2 separate regions of the Arachis hypogaea genome follow, and region 1 is linked to region 2. Evidence: chromatin contacts called from public Hi-C data. All regions are on one chromosome and are shown on one strand. Each heading gives the region's core, a stretch centred on a gene start, on an enhancer-like site or on the middle of the called end of the contact. The rest is flanking DNA. Distances are from core to core; before and after follow the strand shown.

Region 1 (6,154 bases), core at 73-2,572, 110 kb before region 2:
CACATGCTCGTTAACCCAGGCACATGACGAAAATGTCGTTTAGGTGAAAAATCTTGTCTGGGCGAAATTTCGCTTGAGCGACAAATGTTGTTTGGGTAATATTTTACCTACGTGACACTTCTTTGCTTGGGCGAGACCACAAATATTAAATTTTTTGTTTTGTGATTCTTTCCTCTTTTAGTCATATTCCGTACGTCCACCTGAACCTAAACTTATTCAATTTATGGTCAAGAATCATATAAATTTATTGTTAATCGCAATTAGAATCAAGAGTGACAAATCTAGTCAATTAAGTACAAAAATAAAGAAAAATTACATGAAATCTCTAAAAATACATACAATAATTTACATAAAATTAGATTTTATCGCATACCATTATTGTTGCATATTATATTATAGTGAAAGTCAAAATAGATTAATATACCATAATTTCTTATTATTAAAAATAATTATATATGATCACATAATTTTTTTAAAATGACTAAAGTGGACACAATAGATAGAAAACTAATTAATAAGAGAATCACCTAGAGACCAAAGTAATTGGTTAATTATACATCAAACTAAACATCCTTATTTGCATCAGCATTCTCATAAAATCAACTATTTTTTATTAAAATTAGTTATTAGTGTATAATAGCAAATAAATTTACTTAAAGAAAGAAAATATCAAAATATAATATAAAAACCATAAATGAAAGAAGGTAACATTTTATAAGTAAAAAGACATTAGTTAGAATAAAATATTATTTTAGTATCTAATATTTAAGTTAGGTCATATTTTATATGTCTCTAACCTTTTTATTATTTCAACTATACTCCTTTTTAGTTATTATTTTCTTTTATTCCTATCATCTTCTTTTTATTGCCAATGTAAACACCATCCTTTTCTTTTTCTTTCTCTTTTTTTTCTTATCACTCTATTACCAATATAGTATCACTATCCTAGCACATATATCATCTCAAACAAAAAGGTCGAAAGAAAAGAAGAGAAAAAAGAACGAAGAGAAAGTAGAGAGGTAATAGTGTTGTGGTGTGGTGGTGAGGCCTTGGTGGTAGTGATTTTATGACAAAAAAAAGTGAGAAAAAGAAAAAAACTAAAAGAGTATGATTTAAATTTTTTATTTAAGAATTAAAATATAATGAAAATAAAACGTTAGAAACAAAAATGAAATTTGACACAAACATTTACCTAACGAAAATAAATTAATTAATAATAGGCCAAACAAGAAAATTAAGCAGGTTGTTCACTTGTTGGGTCATAACTCATAACCCATGAATTGGCTCAGCACACTTATTCATATAGGCTTGGTCTTGTGGAGCTTTTGGTTTGGACATATCCTGTGGGCCTTTTTGAAAATAATATCCTATTATATGCTGCACTTCGGCCCTATGGTCCACAACGCATTTACTTTTTAATTTTTGTCTTCGACGAAAATATCCACTAATCTATTTGATAGTTCTTAACGAATTTTATGTCAATATATATTTTGTGCTTCAACTTTGAAAATTTATAGAATTATAATATTTGAGAAAATTAATTTTTGTAAGACTCAGAATTTTTAAAAAAATTTTATTATGAGTTAAATTTAATTTATTTATTTATTAAAAACTTTAATTTTAAAAATATCTTATTAAAGATAATCAAAACAAATTTTGATAAATTGAGTTTAAAATAAATTAAGGTTTTTATCTGATTTTATAATTATTGAATATTTTTTATATTTAAATTATAAATTTTAGTAGTTGTAAAATAATAAGAATTTTATATGATTTTATTTATATAATTGAGATTTTGAAATTTAATACTTAATTTTTTATAAACAAAAAAATAATTATATTATCTCTAATTTTAAATTAGAATATTTGATTAAAAGTTAATTAGTAAATTGATAATTAAATAATATTTTAAAAATAATTTTGAGGGATTAAATTAGATTTCAAAATTAATACAATATAACCTAATTTGATTTAAAATTTATTAAACCCTAATTTACCCAAAAATTCCTAACCCTAAACAATTAAACACACAAAACCCTAATCCCCTTTTACCCATCAGCTGCCACTCACCAAAAACACACAGAAACAAAAAAATTACCAATTTATTCGATAGAATTGAAATTCCTCATTCCCAGATTAGTTCTCAGTAAATAAAATCTATCTTCACATAGTGGTTTAGTGAAAATGTCAACCAATTGCTTTTTACGGCCAAAAGGTGTGATTCTTTTGAGTGAGATTGAAATCGATAACATACACCCACACTTTGAACAATATTCAGCCTATGGGATGCAAGATACATGAGAGATCCTATCATTTCTCTATACCTTGTTTCATCAGCATCTTTGCCATTTTTATCTTTGTCAAGTTTAGTGTTTGGATGCATGGGAGTTCCCATTAGTTTGGAATTTTCTAAACCAAATTTCTTGATTAATTCTTTGGCATATTTTTCTTGGTGAATAAAGATGCCACTAGGAGTTTGTTTGATTTGAAGTTCAAGAAAGAAAGTTAATGCTCCCATCAAACTCATCTCAAACTTACTAGTCATTAGTTTTCCAAACTCTTCACACAAGGATTCATTTGCCGATCCAAACACAATATCATTCACATAAACTTGAACAAGTAAAATGTCATCATTATATTATTTTATAAATAGAGTGGTATCGGTAGTACCCCTTTGAAATTTATTTTTCGATAAGAAGGCACTAAACCTTTCATACCAAGCTCTTGGAGCTTGCCTAAGGCCATAAAGGGCCTTTGAAAGTTTAAAAACATGATTTGGAAAATCTTTGTTTTCAAAACCGGGGGGTTAGGCTACAAATAATTCTCTATCAATGAAACCATTTAAAAAGGCACATTTAACATCCATTTGGAACATTTTAAAGTCCTTATGGGCAGCATAGGCAAGAAGCAACCGAACTACTTCCATTCTTGCTACCAGGGCAAATGACTCATCAAAGTCAATGCCTTCCTCTTGATCGTAACCTTGGGCCACTAATCTAGCATTGTTACACACAACACTACCATCCTCACCCAATTTATTTTTGAAAATTCACTTAGCACCGGTTACCTTTTTACCATTAGTGTATGGTACAAGTGTCCAGACCTCATTTTTTTCAAATTGGGACAGCTCATCTTCCATGGCTTTTACCCATGAGGGGTCTTCTAGAGCTTGATTCACATTGAGAGGTCCCAATTAGGACAAGAAGGAAACGTTGCTTGCATCCTCTTGCTTCTTGCTTGAGGATTGATGAGCGGATATTTTATACGTCTTTTGGCACTATTTTCATATAATTTTTAGCATGTTTTATTTAATTTCTATTAACTTTTCATATGTTTTAGTGTAAAATTTATATTTTTGGATTTTACTTTGAGTTTGTGTATTTTTGTACAATTTCAGGTATTTTCTGGATGAAATTGAGGAGTTGGAGCAAAAGTTAGCAAAAGTCTGATTCAGAGACAGAGAAAGCACTGCAGATGCTGTCCGGATCTGACCTCCTTTCACTCGAAAGAGATTTTCTAGAGCTACAGAAGTCCAAATAGAGCATTCTTAATGGATATGAAAATATGACTTCCAGAGCTTTACAACAATGTATAATGGTACATACTTTGCTTCATATTAGAAGACCCAAAACTGGCGTCCAACGCCAGCTTCCTGCCCCCATTCCAGGCGTCCAGCGCCTAAAGAAGGAGACCAGGCGTCCAAACGCCCAAAGAGGACCCCTAGCCAGCATTAAACGCCCTAGAGGCCTCCTAGCACGTGGATCTCATCAAAACTCAGCCCAAACACTCACCAAGTGGGCCCCAGAAGTGGATTATAGCACTAAAAGACTATTTTACCCTTTCTTATGTAATCCTTAGTCATTAGTTTAGTATTTAAAGGATATTTTACATAATCATAGGAAGCTTTTATGCCATTTTTCGTTCATCATTGTATTTCCTAGCAGTATGAGTTTTTAAACCTCCTAGGTTGAGGGGAGGAACCCTGCTGAGTTCTATGAATTAATAAAAGTATTACTGTTTCTATTCAATCCGTGTTTGATTCAATTCTAATATGTATATTCGTTCTTCAACTTGATGAATGGGATGATCCATGACAATCAGCTCCGTTTTTCATACTAAGACCGTGTGTCTGACAATCACTCATGTCTTCTTGGGTTCATATGAATACGTGACTGGAAAGCATCGAACCGCCAGCTTGATTATACATCTCTCAGACGGCTAATTCACGGCTTCGTTGGGGACTTCTCGAGACACCAGTTCAGCCGAGGTATGGGGAGATTAGGGTCTCTATGGTAGAGGCTAGAATCCAAAGGCACAGCATTCTCTGATCCAGAAGATCCGACCTTGTCTATGGTGTCTTGAGTAGGATCACTAAGGAGAATGGACTGTAGGAGATTCACCCTCAATCAAACTGGATACGCACTAACCCTGGTGTTCAGATTTGGAGGAGTATTGGCGGCTGCTCAAACCAGCATCAATCACATACAGCCTGCCATTGAAGAAATCATTCACAATTGAAGAAGACAGTAATATCAGAGTTAATCCAGAAGGACAAAGCAACTCCAAGCCTTAACCACCTTCTTATCATAGTTTACACGACTTTTGAGTTCTGATTACCCTTTTTCTTTATTCCTCTTATGCTTTTCACCAAATCCAATAACAAATTCCTACTCACCTGATTAAAATTTGTAAGATAACTATAGCTTGCTTCAAACCACAATCTTCATGGGATCGATCCTGACTCGCTCAGGTATTACTTGGACGACCCAGTGCACTTGCTAGTTCAGTTGTACGAAGCATGGGGATTCACACACCAAGGATCTTGTGGTTATGCCTTGTGGATGATCACCAATGATGAATTTATGAGGGTAATCCTTCAAAAACTTCCAGTTACGTGGCTTTTGAGTAGAGGCTTTGCTTTGACAAGTTTCAGATGAGTTCACTGTTTTGGTTTTTTTGCCTTGGTAAGGAGACAAAATGGAAATGTCTCCTTCGATCTGAGGAGAAGTTTCTGGACTGACATTTTCAACAGCAGGGATAGATTTGGAGTTTGTTTGATCTTGAGGGCTTGCTTCAGATTCACTTCTTCCATCATCATCTATAATAGCACTAGGTATAGAGTTAGCATCACAAAAAGATACATGTATGGACTCTTCAATAGTTCTATGTTCTTTAAGGTAAACTCTAAATGCTTTGCTAGTGGTTGAGTACCCTACAAACATTCCTTCATATAATTTTAGATCAAATTTACCAATATTTTCTTTGTTTTTAAGTACAAAACATTTGCATCCAAAAATATGAAAGTACTTGACATTAGGGGGAGTTTCTTTCCAAAACTCATATGGGGTTTTCTTCAAGCATTTTCTAATGATAGTTCTATTTAGGATATAACAAGCTGTATTTACAGCTTCGATCCACAAAAATTTTGGAACATCATTTTCACAAAGCATAGCCCTAGTCATTTCTTGAAGGCTTCTATTCCTTCTTTCAACAACTCTATTTTGTTGAGGTGTTCTAGGGCATGAAAAATTATATGTTATTCCAAAATCATCACAAAAGCTTTCAAAATCTTGATTTTCAAATTCTTTTCCATGGTCACTTAATGTGAGCAATTTTTAAATCCTTTTCATTTTGAATCTTTTTACAAAGAGAAGAAAAGGCATAAAAAGCATTATTTTTATGAGCCAAGAAAAGAACCCAACCATATCTTGAATAGTCATCAACCACAACCAAACCATATTGTTTACCTCCCAAACTTTGAGTTCTAGTGGGACCAAAAAGATCAATATGCAACATCTCTAATGGCCTTTTAGTAGAAATTCTATCTTTGGGTTTAAAAGAAGATTTTACTTGTTTGCCTAATTGACAAATTTCACAAGTAATGTCTTTGTCAAATTTGATATTTGGAATTCCTCTAACCAAATTTTTCTTAACAAGCTTAGAAATTTGGTACATGCTAGCATGTCCTAATTTCTTATGCCAAAGCCATTTTTTAGATTCTATAGATGTAAAACATGTTACTTTTTGATCTTTTAAATCCTCTAGAGTAAGTCCATACACATTGTTGCATCTTTTTGCTTCAAACAAAACATCACCGGATTTCTCACAAACAACTAAACAATCCAATTTTCTAAATATAACCAAATATCCAAGA
Region 2 (6,857 bases), core at 740-3,239:
GAATTAAAAGTAAATAATTTAAGTCTCTAGGAAGCAGTTTTTAAACATGTACTGAATTTAGGAAGGAAATCTAAATGCATGCTAAATTGATGAATAAGTGGGCAAGGATCATGATAAAACCACACAATTAAACACAATATAAACCATAAAATAGTGGTTTATCAGTCTATCAACTACTTGATAGAATATCTCAACTTGAAAATGATGCAAATTTGAGATCTTTTGAGCTTTGCGTCTTGATCTTCCTTGTGACACAAATATATCATCCATTTTTGGAACGGTAATATTATGTTTGTCACAAAATAATGAGACTTCATCAAGTAAAAGAGACCAACCATCATCTCTTATAGTTTGCAATCGTTGCTTAGACACTTTAACCAATGCCATAGCATTTACAATGTCTTGATCATTCCTTTGTAATGCTTGAGATAATTCATTAGTAACTCCCAAAATATTTTTCATCAAGTGTAAGTTGAAAATGAATTCAAAGGATTGAATGACATTCAATAAATGACATGCTTCAGCTCTTTGTTCTGAATTATTTCCATCTTTCTCAACATATTCAAGAACATTGACCACGGAAGGAAACAAAGAAATTAATCGAAGTATAGTTCCATAGTGTGAACCCTATCTAGTATCTCCAGCTCTTTTCAAAGCTATTTCTTGATTCAACCCACGCCCACTAGAAATTTCTCCACTTTGTAATGCTTCAATTGTCTTAGTCATTTGACTATCACGAAGCATATCTCTTCGTTTACACGAAGCTCCAACAACATTGCACAAATTGGTTAACAAATTAAAAAGCAAAGCAATTTCAACTTGTTTTTTTGCAACCGTTACAAGAGCTAACTGAAGTTGGTGGGCAAAGCAATGTACATAGAAAGCATACGAATTTTCTTTCAATATCAAAGTTTTCAAACCATTAAATTCTCCTTGCATATTACTTATACCATCATATCCTTGGCCACGTACTCTTGATAAACTTAAATTATATGTTTCTAATAATGACTCCAATGCTAATTTTAGAGATAAAGCATTAGTATTAGAAACATGAACAAGACCAAGAAAATGCTCCCTAACTTGCCCTTCTTTATTCACATACCTTAAACAAACAGACATTTTCTCCTTAATAGAAATATCGCGAGCTTCATCAACCAAAACAGCAAACAATTCATCCCCAAGATCATTTACAAAAGCTTTTGTCGTTTCACTTGCAGCCGCTCTTACAATATCTTTTTGAATTGAGAGAGCTCTTAGTTTAAGACTCCCACGAGCATTTTTAAAAGCACGATCAATCTCTTCATTATGTTGTGCAAGAAAGTTTAGAAGTTCTAAAAAATTTTCTTGATTAACAGAATCATCTGTCTCATCATTACCACGAAAGGTCAATCCTTGTCGCAAAAGAAATCTAATACAATCAATTGTAGCTGTCAAGTGAATTTGATAATTCTTTTTAGCCTGCTCAGATTTTTTTCAATAGCAGCACTAATGTGTTGTTTTGGCTTCATAAGTGCTTCACATTTTCTCCAAGCTTGATTATGAGCACTATCATGAATCCCAACATGAGTTTGTAATCTCTCCTTTTTTTTTCCAATTTGAAAAGCCATTGGTTACAAAAGCATTGCCACCATCATTCTCAAGTTTCATAAGATAACAACAAAGACAAAAAACAGCATCTTTTGATATACTATACTCTAACCAATTTCCATAATCATCAAACCAACTAGGATTGAATCTTCGAAAAGAAGAACCACAAGCAGTTTGCAAAAAATCATGAGTTCTCGGTTGACAAGGACCTCTTTGCAAATACGCGCATCTAACTTTGTCTCTGTCATTCGGATGATAACTTGAAATCTTTGGTCGTTGTCCTGGATCTGCTATGAGACTCTCTACTTCAAATTCTAAAAATCTCCTCTTGTTAGAAGAGCTCGATGAATTGTTTTGGGATCCAATCTCCAATGATGAAGTTCTTTTGAAATATTTCTCCATCACTAATAGATTAAAATTATAAATCTAAATTAATTCATTAATAAAATTAATTTACAATTCTTCCCAAATTGAGAAGTTCAGCATAAAAATATAAATAAAAAATTGATCCATTAACAACAACAGCAAGCTAGCAACTAATAATATCCCAAATTTCTAATTCAAAATAACTCAATACACAAAAATAATTAACGAATTCAATCACAAATTCACAATTTCAATCACAAATTACATCAGAACAAATTCAATCACAAATTCACAATTTCTAAACCAACTATATAAAATTTTCATTTATCAAACAATGAAACAAATGAACGAAAAGATGAATGAAGCAACTAAGTGAATTAAGTATATGAAAACCAACACAAATACCATAGTTATCAAACTCGGACCGGACCGGTCGGTTCAACCGGAAAACTGGTGAACCGGACCATAAGCCGGTCCGGATTAACAATCTAACCGGATAAGCATGCGAACCGGTCAAATTCGAAAAACCCGATCAAACCCGGGGCTCGAACCGGGCCGGTTGATCCGATGGCGTCATCACACAGCCCGATGATGTCAGCACGCGTCACTCAAATTTCAAAAATTTGAAGCATATGCCAGCGCTGGGATTCGAACTTGCATCAGTCAAGTTATAAAGGGAGCCTGTTACCACTAGGACAAGCTTACATTTTGTGTTATAATTTATCTTTCTATGAATATATTATTAACTATTAGATATATCCTAATTAATAATTTATATATTAATTCTTTTAGCCATGCAAATTTAATATATTTTTTATTTTTTTGTTCTAATGAATTGTTCATATTAATTTAATTTATTTTTATTTTATATTTACTCTTTCTTAGATTAATTATTTTTTAATTATATCATTATTAAAATAAAAATTAAACTTTGTTAAATATCAATAAATTAAAAAAAGATAAGCAAAATTTTTTTATTAATCATGACATATTTTTGTTACTGATAATTATATGACATCTATTAATATTAATATTTTTTTAACATATATTTGAATAATGTAATAGATACTAATTAATTAATGAATTAGAAAATAAGTTAATTTGATATAAAAAAATTATATAATTATTTAATTATGACCGGGTCAACCGGTTGAACCAGTGACCCACCGGTTGAACCAATGACCCAGTGACCCAGTAACTTGGCCGAGTCGATTGCCGGTTCGGTTCTGATAACTATGACAAATACACAATACCACCTGACCTAAGACCTATTGATTCTTAACTATTAATTCTTATTCAGTCACAAACCATTCCTTTATTCTAAATCCACATTCGACCATTCCCCACCCCAAAAGCTTATTTATTTATCATATACATATGCTATAATTAATTGGTTACAGGGTAGACTTGAGAATTGTTTGTTGTTTATCACTCTTGATAAGTTGAAAGGTTGATTTGGGTTCCCAATCATGTACCAAGAGGCAAACTAAACTTCAGGAGGATGACCCAGACACCCAGTAGCGGTGTGGCGCTAGTGGCAACAGAGAAGAGGATTGTAGAATAAAAAAGAACCAGTCAACCAGAACTCCAGAAGCCCAGAAGAAATGGATGTTCGTTGAAGAAGAAGGCAGAATCGCAGAATCAGATGCCGAATTGCTGAGTGTCAAAGGAAGGAACGCAGAAGAGGAACGCAGCAGCAGATCCACCAAAATCACAAATCATAAGCAGTGGCGCAAAAGAAGGTAGAACCTAAGAAGTGAGAACTCCTAGGCGCGGCGTGGCGGCGATGCAAGGAGAAACCAACAGAGACGGAGCCACGCGGGAGAATCGCGGCGATACAAGGAGTCGTGAAGACTGCGGAGTCGCGAGGAGCAGAAACGCGGAGTGACAGGGAGCTAGTGACACTGCCACACAGCCCACACTGGCGGTCTGGCGGAGCCACAGAGCGGCAAAAATGCGGAGTCTGGTCTGGCGGCAGTAATTCTGGGGCTTGGAGGTTGGAAGGCAGAGGCTGGAAAAGTTAGGGATTTGGAGAGAAAGAGAGAAGAAGTTGGGCTGGGGGCTGGGAACAGTTTAGGGATTTGGGGCTGGGGCTTTGGGCTGGGAATAGTTTAGGGATTTGGGGCTGGGGCTTTGGGCTGGGGGCAAAAGTAATTATATAATGGGGGCAATCTAGACATTTCACTAAGAAGTACTCTTTATTATTTGAAATTTGACTGGGGGCAGTTGCCCCCACTGCCTTATACATAAATCCGTCCTTGGTAGGTAGTCCACATCTTGTGTGTTGTTGTTGTGCTGTTGATTAATTTTAATGGTTGGGTTATGTGGCGGAGCAGTTGTTGAGTTGAAATTCATTAGACAAATTTGTTGGTAATGCCTTTATTTTGTTGTTAAATTCCAATTTATTAACAAACAAGCACCGAATTGCATTCTAACTATTCATAATGCCATCATTAGTGGCAGATTTATTCTAGTTGACTTCATGCACATTGCATTCATGTTACACATGACTTTAAGTACATCTCTTTGTCGTTGTTGGTTTGCCCAGCCAAATGTACCGCACTTTGGCGACGACGTTGGCGACGATGTGATACTCACTTTGCGTGCAGGGGACATCTCCGTCTGGGCCGTCTACGACCGATACGGGGGCAAGCGAAGGCGCAATTGTGGCACAATCAGCAGAGGGTTGGCAGAATTCTTGCGCAAGTGCAACATAACTGATGAGAAGATGGCTGTCTTTGAGATCTCCAGGACCAACGCGGACGTCGAGCTCTTGGTCCAATTTGTTGACTATGAATGACTACAACTAAAATGATGAACATGCTGACCATGTTATTTTGGATTGCCTTTTGTTATTTGACAAACAAATTATCCCTTGATATGATACAAATTACTCCTTGACTTAACTTTTTGTAGATGATACAGTGTTTGACTCCTTTTTATGACGTTTAAGTACTTTATTATATACCGTGTTCTTTATCTTGAGTTTCTAGAGTTAATCTTGCCTCCTACAGTCTCATACAGCAACATGGATGCTCTAGATTAATTTGCAATTTCAATATAGCGCATAACAAAAGAATGTCATATCACGGCCTCAATATGGTCAATTTTCAACTATAACAGTCCAGAACAGAGTCTCCTATAGCTACCCATTCTTTTTCCAAACATAGATCATGATGCAAGATCTACTGAGAAACTAAAACACCTACTGCATAACGTTTGCATAATATGAACACCAATTACACGACCCACGTTCCCACTGGAGTGAGCTGTGAACGCACTAACTAGATGAATGGTTACCAAATTGTGCCCTGTGAATCATAGTCCTCGTCCAAGCCAACGTCCACTACATCGTCCCATGCCAGCTATAGTGATACATTCCATTAGCCATGAACTACCAATCGATAAATGCTCAAAACATTCAACAAAAACGACGACTTAACAAATTTATTGACATTGTGTTACCTCCTCAGGCGAGTCATCTGTTGTCCCAGTTTCGCCCTCACCCTCAGCACCAAAATATGATGCACCCTCTTGTGTATTCATTCGGCTGTTGGGATTTAAGTGGCAAGATAGTCGATTATGCCCTGTCTGGCGACAAAGACCGCACCTCTTCATCCCCTTCACCGATTCCTTTCTTTGCCTCTTTCGACACCGCGCCATGTGTGGATCCCTCACGCAACCCTCTAGTGTTGAAGCTTCCCTAACTTCATTGCGACCTCCTGTATCACCACAATCCTTTATCTCTTTCAGCCGCGCTATCTCATGAAGAACTTTATCCATCATGTCGGCAAATTCAGCTTCGTCACGACACACCAGAACACACATTTCTCTGCATAGATCATTCAACATCCAATTGCGGCAAGTGATTGTTGAATCCCAGCAAAACGGACCTTTCTCCACAAACGCCCTTACTTTGGAGCAAGCACTCTTGGACCAACGATCAAGAACAAGACTGTCTGGTATGTCAATCATCTCCAAATGTACAAGCACTACTACAATGTGATCACACGGTATACCAAGGGGCTCCATTCGCAAGTACGAGCACTTGAAAATGTTGCTGTCACCATAGTGACACACTTGCCACTCCCTACGCGCATTAGCTGACCTCGACAAAGTAAATGTATCACAAGTATGGTTCCATGTGTATGTCCGTACCTTCAATGTGCAAGCGTGGAAAAGTATGGTCCTGAAGTTGAAGAAAATCGCCCTTGTGAGCTTCTTTGCAACTGACCTCTCCAAATCATGAAACGGACTCTGTAGCACTGGTTCCCCAACCACGGATAACATATCAGAGTGTGCTTTCCTGGACCTCATTTAGGATATGCAATGCATAAACTACTCAACAAAGTCCCTCAAATTATGGTGAGACTGGACAAATTTACCGAGCATTGAGTGTAACCCTTTGCACCTTGACGTTGTACGAAAACCCCCAAAGAAGTTGCTTCGTATATGTGCAGTTGCGCACATACTTCTCCTAGGGTAAAGGTCAGAAACCCATTGATTATCAGACAGACCCAGCGCATCGACCATATAATGCTAATGATCTTCAAACTCCGAAATCTCATAATCGAACAGCATGCATTTCTTAAATTTAGAAGTAAATGTGAGGTTGCTTAGGTTAGAAGTGGCATTCCTCAGCGGATGCCACGCACACAAACGGTGATAGGCCCTAGGAAACACTGCTTTGATTTCTTTTTTCATCGCTCTATGCCCATCTGTTATCACACACCCAGGTGCTTTACCCTTCATGGCGTCCAAGAACTGTTGCAGCAACTAAGTGTAAGTCTGCTCATTCTCATTTGCAACTAGCGCAACGGCAAACTCAATTGTTTGGTTATGGTGATTGACTCCAGAAAACACAACTAGTGGACACATATACTTATTCTTCCGATATGTCACAT

Evidence for each region. Hi-C and Micro-C count contacts between places; a contact is called where the count stands out from the background.
Region 1: a contact with region 2 is called in a Hi-C map of leaf, with 3 times the contacts expected there. The contact joins the enhancer-like site here to the promoter of LOC112742963 in region 2. A contact is called at or near these places in 2 of 8 Hi-C or Micro-C datasets (both in leaf).

Annotation. Positions count from the first base shown.
Region 1 is chr14:114,838,214-114,844,367 of arahy.Tifrunner.gnm2.J5K5, reverse strand. No RefSeq gene overlaps it. Among protein-coding and RNA genes, the nearest start is that of LOC112743754, 6.5 kb to the left of the region's middle. Within about 2 kb of position 1,322, at least 2 of the 3 cell types and tissues checked have open chromatin away from gene starts, as enhancers often do.
Region 2 is chr14:114,724,951-114,731,807 of arahy.Tifrunner.gnm2.J5K5, reverse strand. It overlaps LOC112742963, which reads right to left and starts at 1,989. Exons shown (of 2, transcript XM_029292499.1): 1 at 1,615-1,989; 2 at 628-1,458. The coding sequence starts at 1,989. The coding sequence ends at 628.